Linked DNA regions of Gossypium hirsutum: region 1 is linked to region 2. The links are chromatin contacts, called in public Hi-C maps. All regions are on one chromosome and are shown on one strand. Each heading gives the region's core, a stretch centred on a gene start, on an enhancer-like site or on the middle of the called end of the contact. The rest is flanking DNA. Distances are from core to core; before and after follow the strand shown.

Evidence for each region. A called contact is a pair of places that touch in the nucleus more often than the background predicts.
Region 1: a Hi-C map of leaf shows a contact between it and region 2, with 1.9 times the contacts expected there. The contact joins the promoter of LOC121224634 here to the promoter of LOC107953434 in region 2. A contact is called at or near these places in 6 of 34 Hi-C or Micro-C datasets (leaf and seedling).

What each region holds. Positions count from the first base shown.
Region 1 is chrD12:3,847,618-3,852,912 of Gossypium_hirsutum_v2.1, reverse strand. It overlaps LOC121224634, which reads left to right and starts at 3,888. Exons shown (of 5, transcript XM_041108251.1): 1 at 3,888-4,376; 2 at 4,466-4,545; 3 at 5,295. The coding sequence starts at 4,145.
Region 2 is chrD12:3,711,342-3,716,053 of Gossypium_hirsutum_v2.1, reverse strand. It overlaps LOC107953434 (protein NONRESPONDING TO OXYLIPINS 2, mitochondrial), which reads left to right and starts at 2,489. Exons shown (of 3, transcript XM_016888742.2): 1 at 2,489-2,730; 2 at 2,799-2,917; 3 at 3,391-3,754. The coding sequence starts at 2,606. The coding sequence ends at 3,410. It also overlaps the pseudogene LOC107953432 and the pseudogene LOC107955939.

The DNA of each region.
Region 1 (5,295 bases), core at 2,639-5,138, 140 kb before region 2:
ATATTATAAAAATAATATTGTTATTTATAAAAAAAATGTTATACTTTTTTTTTCAATAACTTATTTATAAAAATGTGACACCCTACGCCCAACCCAATCTCTGAATTCGAGAATGGAATGTCACAGGTTGACTCGATTAAAGAACCCGTCTATTAGCTTTTCTGTCTAGAAAAGAACCTTAACCTTTTTTTGCAGATACCTTTTTTTTCCAAAGTGGTACTCCTTTAGTTTAAGTTTACTTATATTTGGAAGCGCAACTTTGAATAAAAGATCCGCTGCATTAAGAGTGCACAGAATAACCCTCTTGCGCCAACTTAATTAACATCAATGAATCATAAATCTTGTTAAGCCATCAAGGCTTCCTTTCAACATTCAAAGTTTCCAAAATATCATTCAATACAGATTAAAAAATTTCAACTTGGTGGTTTCTAATAAGTGATCTAACACCCCTAACAAATACATGTTACCTCAAAAATTAAGAAGGCTCACAAATGGCAACAGGTTTGGCTGTGTCCCTTCAATCACCACGCTTAACTTAAAAAACCTGAAAGGAAGAAGAAATTGGGTAAGTTCATAAGAACTTAGTGAGTTCTGGGAAAAACAATCTCACCTTAATTACTATCAGACATTAAGGAAAAGGGAACTCAATTAGTTAACCATGGTTGGCGGATACATTACTACGGCTTACAAATCAATTGGCGGATGATACCGCAAATCAACTCAGTTGATTGGCGAACAACGTTGTTTCTATACTCATATAGGAGAATCACAGGCACATCTACTCCGCGAATATGCCACTTATGTGGATTGCCATTTACGAAAAACGGGCTTAGTGTTCATGCTTTCATGCAGCGTGCAATACCCTATGCATTATTTTTTTTCTACGTACTCCCTTCCTTGTGTGAGCTTTTTATCCTTGGTTCTTGAAGAACCAAATTTTCTTGTATCTTCAAATCCGCTCATCTAAGCTATATAACAACATCACCTCCGTACCATCCTAACTCCCCTCATTGTATAAACACATAAGTGTCCTCCCGCAAGGTCCAGTTTTCACCAGTCACGGTTTGCAACAAGTCTTATACCGAAGGCAAATCATATTACCATGTATCTTCTTTATCATTATATACAATACCTCTCCGGTACTTTCTTACACCCATTTGGATATGGAGCTTGTACACTAAGTAAGGAGTATTCTTACTGTATAAATACCAAGTTTTTAGGGCCTGTTTAATCGTAATTAACCATGTATGCATTGATTCTTGGAATGAGACCTCTTTGACACGAATTTAGGAGTAACAAATTAACAAAGATACCAGACATAAGGTACAGAGGAACTCACCAGAATGCTTTACTTAGAACTTTATCTACTCTACTAGTTCTTTTCCTTTAGCATTGGAACATTCTCCCGTTTCTTTAGCTAAACAATAAAACAACTTCTTTAATCATCGAAAATAACCAAAAACTTATGATACAACAAGAATCTATAGACTTGCAAACAATTTATGGATAGGAGTTTCCTTCCTACCTAGTATTCAAAGAAATCCTACCAATTCTTTCTTAAGCCAATTTCTATCTATTTGGCAAAACTTAAAGGAAAGTTTAAGAATTTACCAGCAGACAACTAGCACTAACGTTCTCTTATACTTTCATAGTTAACACCCTTGCTAGCAAAGAAGAACTCTCCTGGTTTCTTCGATGATAGCAAAGTCTGGTGGAGAAGATGGATTAGAAAACCTTCTCTTCACTACCATACTATCTTATTTATAGCTAACCCATGTCCAAATCTCAATCAGGATTATCTCTAATCATTACTCGTTCTCACACGTTTCCACTAATTAATCACATCCTACGAGACTCTACAAGTGTCCTAATTATTGACGTTGCCTCCACTAAGAGGCCAGATGACTTAAACGTATCCTACAAGCCATCGTACTTACTTAAGTAACAATACTAAAACACAGGTGATGATTTTATTAGCGGGAAAGTTCGCCTAATAAGGCCCTCGCCCTAACTATAATCTCGCTATCTCTCGGACTGACACTCCACAACGTTGGCAAGGTTCTTCGTAGCACTCCGCCATGAAGTTATCGACCTCATCCGGTCTAAGTTTCGCTACTTAGGTGGTCACCACTGATATAGTCTCCCAAACTAATCCAGTTTGCCAAACTAGGGTGTGAAAAAAAATAATTTTCTAAAGTTATAGAAAAATTATATTATTTATAAGAAGTGTTATGGAAGTTTTGGACAATTTATAAATTTTTTTCTAAAGATCATATATTATAAATTTTATATTATTTTTTACTTAATTTACATATTATAAAAATAGATTTAACCTAGCATAAGTTTTTCTCCAAATTAAGTTATATAAATTTTTATAATTAAAGCTACAAACTATTTGGACTAGACCTTAGCATGGGTTGGGCCAGACCGATGTAAAATTTTAGGCCCATTTCTATGCTCGGGCCCGGTCTGACCCAAAAAATGAGCTTAAAATTTTGTCCAAGTCTGGCCCAAATTAAAAATGCTAAATCCAAGCCTGATCCAACTCGTCTGTATTAAGTTTTTTATATAAAACAAATTTAAAAAATATAATATTTTAAATACACTAAAAACATTAAAATAATATTTTTCAACAAATTGAAAATACATTTAAAAAAAACTATAATTAAAAAAATACTAAGATAGTTGCAACTTAACAAGCAAGTGCCTCTAAAATAGTAGCAAAATTAACAATAAAACAATAGTTATACAATATCAAAACAATGACAACAAAATAGTAGCAATATAATATCGAAATGGCAACAAAACAACAACAAACAACAATAGAAAAAAAAGTATAAGCTGATTAGAGTCGATCCCGGGCCAAAAAATCCTACCGAGCCCTAGCCCGTTTAAAAAACAACCTTTTTTGTCCAAGCCCATTTTTTGGGCCTACATTTTTGTCGAAATCCTCCCACTTTTCGAGCAGAACTTCGGGCCTAGGTGGGTGGTCCAGCCCATGATCAAATCTAATTTGGACTATAAACTCATATATTATAAGGTTGATGCTAATTATGAAAATAGAAAAGGTTCTCTTGCACGATATCGTGAGGTTTGATACCATTTGAGAAAACAGTGCCAAACACAAACACCATAGACAACTCACAAGCTCTTTAATTTTAAACATTCAATGTTTCGAAATGTAGTTGATAAGACAATTGTTGTTTTAAAAAACATTTCTCATATTAACATTATCTTAGTATAGCATAAAAATCAAGGTTGAATCTTACTAGCATGTTGTATGTTTCATAACTACAACCATAGAGGGAATTGAGACGATCCATACTGCATAGAGTACATGGAAGAAAGAGATCTTGATAATTTTAATGATGCGGATTCAAATTCAGATGATGATGACTTGGTTAAGGACCAACATATAATGATAAGGAGTACATGTTAAATATTAAAGAGGGAATAACCCAATAAACATGCACCATAGCAATTAGATAAAATTGCATATGATATTTACTTTTCTTGTTATTTTTATTAGTTATCATATTATCAACTATTTTTTTATACTAACATAACATATAATTTTTGCTACTTGTTTAAAAAAAATTATCTTAAAAATTATTTTTATCATACTAATAATTTTTATAGTAATTAATATTTTAAAAATATAAATGCTATAACTTTGTAATTACAACTTTTACTATCAAACATTATATGAGAAATTACGATATAATTACACTCTGTTAATCAAACACGACTAAAGAATTATAATTCTTCGTAATTACAAAAACTACCTTAATAATTAGTATACTAATAATTACACTTTCATCTAATTAATTTACTCTCCAAACATGCCCTAAATATATTATAAAAAGAATAAATAATCAAGGGAAGCATGGGTGGTACCAAGCTACTTTTCTTACTGGAAAACCTGCCTAATCTATGACTAGTCACACGACACGGTTTCAAAATTGAAACACGTAATTCATGCGCCCGTCTATGGCGGCTACAATTCAAAAGTTCGATCTCATATTTCAACTCATCTTCTTCCAACAACGAAACTCTAGCAAATCAAACAAAATCCAGGAAAACCCGAATTCAGAAACGAAAACAAGATTTCTATTTTCTTTCATTTTGGGAATTAATCAAGAAAATGGAGACGGTGATGGAAGATGAAGAGTACAATTACAGAGAAGTAAATTTGCCTTCGCTGATCCCAGTAGTCCCAGAGCCAGCACTAGAGAGGGAAACAGGGGAGAGAAGGAGAGGCCGAGATATACTCATTGCTATTGATCACGGTCCCAAGAGCAAACACGCCTTTGATTGGGCTCTTATTCACTTCCTCAGGCTTGCTGATACCATCCATCTTGTCCATGCTGTTTCCAGTTATAACTTATGTCATGGAAAATAATCGATTTCTAGATTATTATCTTACTTATTTCTCAAATTCCTTTCTGGGTTTTTTTCTTTATAGGTGTCAGAAACGATGTGGTTTATGAAACTAGTCAAGCTCTTATGGAGAAGTTAGCTGTCGAGGCTTTTGAGGTTGCCATGGTTAGTTCTTCATCTTTTATTATCATTTGCATCATTAGTATGGAATTGTTATTGCGAGATCATTATGTCTGTTGTGTGGACATTTTAACTTAGGTTGATTATTGAGCCATCCATCGTTGTGTCTATTATTTCCATAGATGAGTACATTGATATATTCGGATTACTGACAATTTCCATGGAATCAATTGTAATATCTACATATGTTTAGGTGCATAATGCAAAATAGAGGTTGGTTAGTTTCATTTCTAGAACTTTTAATAGCATTTATAGGGTACGTCCAAACTTCAAATATAAATCAACAACATTGACCAACTAAAATCTTGAACCATGATTTGATCTCCTATTTGCACCTAAAGTTTTAAATTGATCAATGTCAGTGTCGTCAATGGTGCAAGGAATAAACCCTCCAAGGCGCAAAAAGTGCATGTCTTTTTTTTTTGGTATACATGTATAAAAGAACCCTCGTTGGTCCATAGCCTTTCGAATATTCTGTCAAATGTCAAGATGGTTCACTGTTTTAGCTATTTAAAGGTTTAAGATGATCAATATGAACAGATTGTTTTTAATTTTTCAACGGGATATGCTAGTTAGAGTACACAATTATCTGTTGGTTTTGGCATTTATACATTATAATTGAATTAAACCTTAGGGTAGTGTTTCCTTTGCATGCCCCTAGTTCCAATATAGCTTTGAGAGTCAAAATTATTTGGTGTTTGGATTTTCAGAAATTTATAGTTTCTTCGAATTAGG
Region 2 (4,712 bases), core at 1,240-3,739:
CAGCGATTAAGGCTTTCAGATCTGATATTCTCTGCAATCTCAGTTTCCCATCGGTCACCATTCTCAAGCAGCTTCTCTTTGTCGTACAGCAGCTCCTGCAACATTGAGATTACCTAATTTACCTCAAAACCAACAAGTGAAAATGGACATTTGTGATTGATTTATTGGAGGAAAACAAACCTCACGAGTCTCGGTGGCAAATTCAAAGTTGGGTCCTTCAACAATTGCATCAACAGGACATGCCTCTTGGCAAAGTCCACAGTAGATACATACCTGCAAAGTTGAACTAATGTAAGACAAAGAAGACAACCATAAAAGAAAAGAGGGGGAAAAAAGGGAAAAAGAAAAAAAAGAGAAGAGAGATTGAACCTTGTAGTTCGACGACTTCCATCCTCCCTTTCCTCAGCCTCTATTGTGATTGCTTGCGCTGGGCATATCTGATAAACCACTATCACTACATGAGAACATCATAACAGTAAATCCACATTCAGTGAGAGAAGCTTAATCAGGAGTTGATAATGGATAGGATTAGTGAAAATTAATCAGCAAACCCAAGAACAGTTTGACGGGTCCAACTTCTCACAGATTGCTTACTCTTCAAGAGAAGCAATAACAGACACTAATCTTCCTTTCTATATAACTAGAGGGTATAATAGAGATAATACACATAACAAATATAGTAAACTTTTTTTTATGCATATTACCAGGTGAACCAATTCAGTGACCATAACACCCATTTAATTGCGAGTATGCCTAAGACCACATACAGACTAAAACGAAAAGGCGTAAAGCCCCCAGACTCCCACTCCAGTCAGGTGTCCATACCAGAGGGCAGGGGATACTTTCTCCCAGGTTGATAATAGTCATTCCATATTGTATCACTGCATGGTGGTACCATTCCCACCAAATAAAAGTAATATAGGTAACTGATAATGTTGAACTTACAGCTTCACAAAGGCAATGCAACGTTCCTCTCCAGTTGGATATTGGCGGAGAGCATGTTCCCCTCAAAAACATGGGCTCAATGGACCCTTCCCAAATGGATAGTTAATCTGTACAAGAAAGACAGGTTTGTATCATAATATGTTCAATGCAAGCTCAAAGAAAAGAATCATGAGGACACTTACTGTAACTTTTCTGTCAAAGAAGTACTTGAGAGTCAGCATGAGGCCCCTAACCATTTCAGTTAGAAGCAATGTGTTTATGCTTCGCTTAAAAACTGTCATTGAGAAGAATATAAAAAGACATTAATTGAAAAAGATAAAATTGAACTACTAACAAGTAATAGAGACAGAAACATTTCAGTGCACACTATATTACCAGAACTCCAGACTTAGAAATCTCCTTTGCAAGCTGCTCTCTTTCTAAATCATCTGCAGTTAATACACATGAAAACACACATGAACCAAGACATCTTATATCAAGCAAAAGAACAGCCTTAAAAATAGAAGTCCCATCAAACACTAGGATTGATGGTCATGCATGGAAGAAAATTGTTAAAGCATTTCTTATGATTTCCATGGAGAACCGTGGTGGAAAACTGAAAGGCATTTATTCCCATTGCATGCTCTTCCAAAACTCAAAACATATCTCCCCATTAATAACATAAAATAATTCATAATCTTCACTTTCCATCCATATTCCATAGAATTCTTAATACTTTTCCAATTTCAAAATAGCTATAGCTATAAAAAAAAGGAAGATCAAAGAGGGAGTAAGGCAAGACCTTCTTGGTGCTATAGGAGTGCGAACTGTGTTGCAGACCATAGTTTTGTAAACCTTGCAACGCTTGCCCCGACACAGCCTATAAATACATAATCCAAAAGAATCAGTAAAATATCCAAAAAGAAAAAATACAAGTCCCAGAAAAATCATAACAACGTTGATGACAAATAATCAGTGAGGTTCTGTTAATACTTAATAGCTTTTGAGCCGATGGAGAAAGCAATTAAAACAGGAAAAAACGAGAGCTTAATTTATGGAAATTGAAGTAAAACAAAAGAGAATAAATTTTAAAATTATATACAACAGAGGAAAAGTCTCTAACCTAAATCTACATATGAGCCTCGCCTTTTTCCACAACTTCATTTCTGTACATTATCAGGTGCCAGAAAAATAACATTTTAATTCCCGCTGGCTATGAACAAATTCTAATGAATAATCAATTCCATGATCATATAAATCTAAGGCATGGATCAAAAGGAGAAGAGGAAAGTGAGTTCTTACGAGGTGTCGAGCTCGGAAAGCATTGAGAGAATTACGAGCGAATATCGCAGCCATTGATTTTGATTGTTGATGGCGTTGATCTCGATCGGAACTGTAACTAAGCTTCTCCTCCCCACCTCATTAATCGGGTATTTTCTCTTTTCAGTTTTTTACGGCGTCGTTTTATCCTGCGCTACATTAGTATGGACTTATGAATGTCCAGCTCAAAGAAAGTAGGGCCCACTGGCCCACGAAGAACATTTCAACCTAACGGCGTCGTTTCGAAGGAGCTCAGGATCTCAAATCTCTGAACCCATATTTTTAGGGTTTAAGGAAGACACCACTGCCAGCCTCCCGGTGTCTGTTTCAACTCTCCACCCAATTTCCAAACCAGCGAGAAATGGCGTCGTTTTTCGGATCAGCAATGCGGGCTGGCTCGAGGACCCTAGCTTCTCGGTCTAAAACCCTAACTGTAAAGAGCCTAATCCCAAATCCTTCAACAAGATCCCTCCCTCGCGCCTCAAGGTACTTGCTTTTTGTTTTTTCCATCTAAATTTTTTATCAAATTCTTGACTTCTTTTTTTTTTTTAAAGGATTGTTTCGGCGTTGGGAGGATTAGAGTCGATGATGCCACTTCATAGTGCCATTGCATCTGCTCGCCTGCAATCAAGCATAGCCGTCGATTCCTCCTGTTGGAGCTGCCTCTCTCAAGGTTTTTCTTCTTTACCTTTAAAAAGAAACAATTGTTTAATATATCAATGTCTCATCAACGTTATAGTTGTTCTGTTGGTTCAAGTTTTTTTATGCTACAATTGGGTATAAGTTTCAAATGCCGTATAGTTTTTGTTGCAAGTTTAGGAATGAATTGTCCTTCACTTCCCTACGTTCCCTTTGACGTTATTCAAGAATCCAAAGTAGAACTTTATATAGAAATTGACTTCCGATGCTCTTAGCTGTAATTGTTTTGAGGAATTATATATGTAAAAATATGTACTAATTTCTAGTAATAATATGGGCTTCGGATTGTGAGCTTGAAGTATTTGAAGACAACCGTGTGATCTGCATTGTTAGAATGTTGGGTTCTAATGGTCATGGAATAAAACTTGACTATCCATGAAAGCATGTTGTTTGATGTACAAACATAGCTGTTCTACTTCTAACTTGGTTTTCTAATTCATGAAATAGGACTTGCAACACCCTTGTGACAAAGCTGGATACTTTGTGGGGCTGGGACATTAAGAGCATAGGGTCTTTGTTTTTGAAAGCTCTGTCAAGGGATTTCTGGACAACTGAAACTTCTTCAGCTCCAATGTCTTAGCAAATGATTAGCTACCTTTGCAGCATATTGGGGGTTTTGTTGTTGATTTGTGATGCATCTGATTTAGACCTTTTATATGCTTTGGAGGAATCACTGCCCAAAGCAAAATCCATATTACTTTATTTACAAAGTGAACTTCTAAGCTTTCTTGCTCTTAACTTTTTTTTTAAGTATTCATGTATTTGATATATATTTGGACATGAAAAGAAAAATATGATGTTTTAAGGTGCACCTAATTCATGAAAAACCATGAAAACAATGAACACACACACACACACACGTGTACTAATAGCATAGCTTTCTTTTCTTATTTACTGAATCAATTTTCATTTCAGATCACTTTGACTTACATTGTAATTTTTTTTGTTCAAACCACTCAAGATAGTAATTTGACTAATAAAAGAACAGCAGTGAGAAATATCAATAAAGCCCTGCATTTAACTTTTGATTGATAAGTCAATTTATACATACCACTATTTGCATGGTGGAATATTCAAATATTGTTAGCTATAACCTCACTTTGAACACATAGAATGGTTATAAGTCATCGAGTAACCGAAAATTTTTAACAATCTTATCTCCTTTCCAGCCAACAATAACTTTCACGTTTAAGACCAGGAAAAAGAGGTGCATAGCAGCCTCAAGCTAAATTATCTTCTTCTTTTTTCTTTTTTTTTGTATATGTTAACACATTGGGGAATATCTAGTTTTATGCACAGAGTAGTCAGTTCGCGTCATTATTCACCAGTTTACTATATGCACAGAAGTCTGAGAGAAAACTAAACCCTTTATAAGCAGCAGTATCTACAACCAATGCCATCGCCATTGATAAATACCATTCTTTTTAACCAAGATTTTCCATTTGAGGAGGTTGACTTGCCCTGCGGAACCAAGTATTGAAAGCTGTGACCAAGTGGGGGCAATCTTCAACATTCCTGGTTGAGAAGCTTAGACATTGTTGCAACAGAACTTGTGCATCTGACATTGGCAATGTTGAGATAATTCTCAGGAATGTCTCCTCCAATACTAGGTACAGTGTTTTATGACTGGGCAGCATAGGTGAGACACTGTCTTTGCATGAGATCAGAACAGGAAGCCAATCTTTCACAAGCTTCATTCTCACCTGAAAGTTTACAAAGACTCAGCTCATTTTCACCATCCATAATGGGCAAAAAGCTGATGGTAAGAA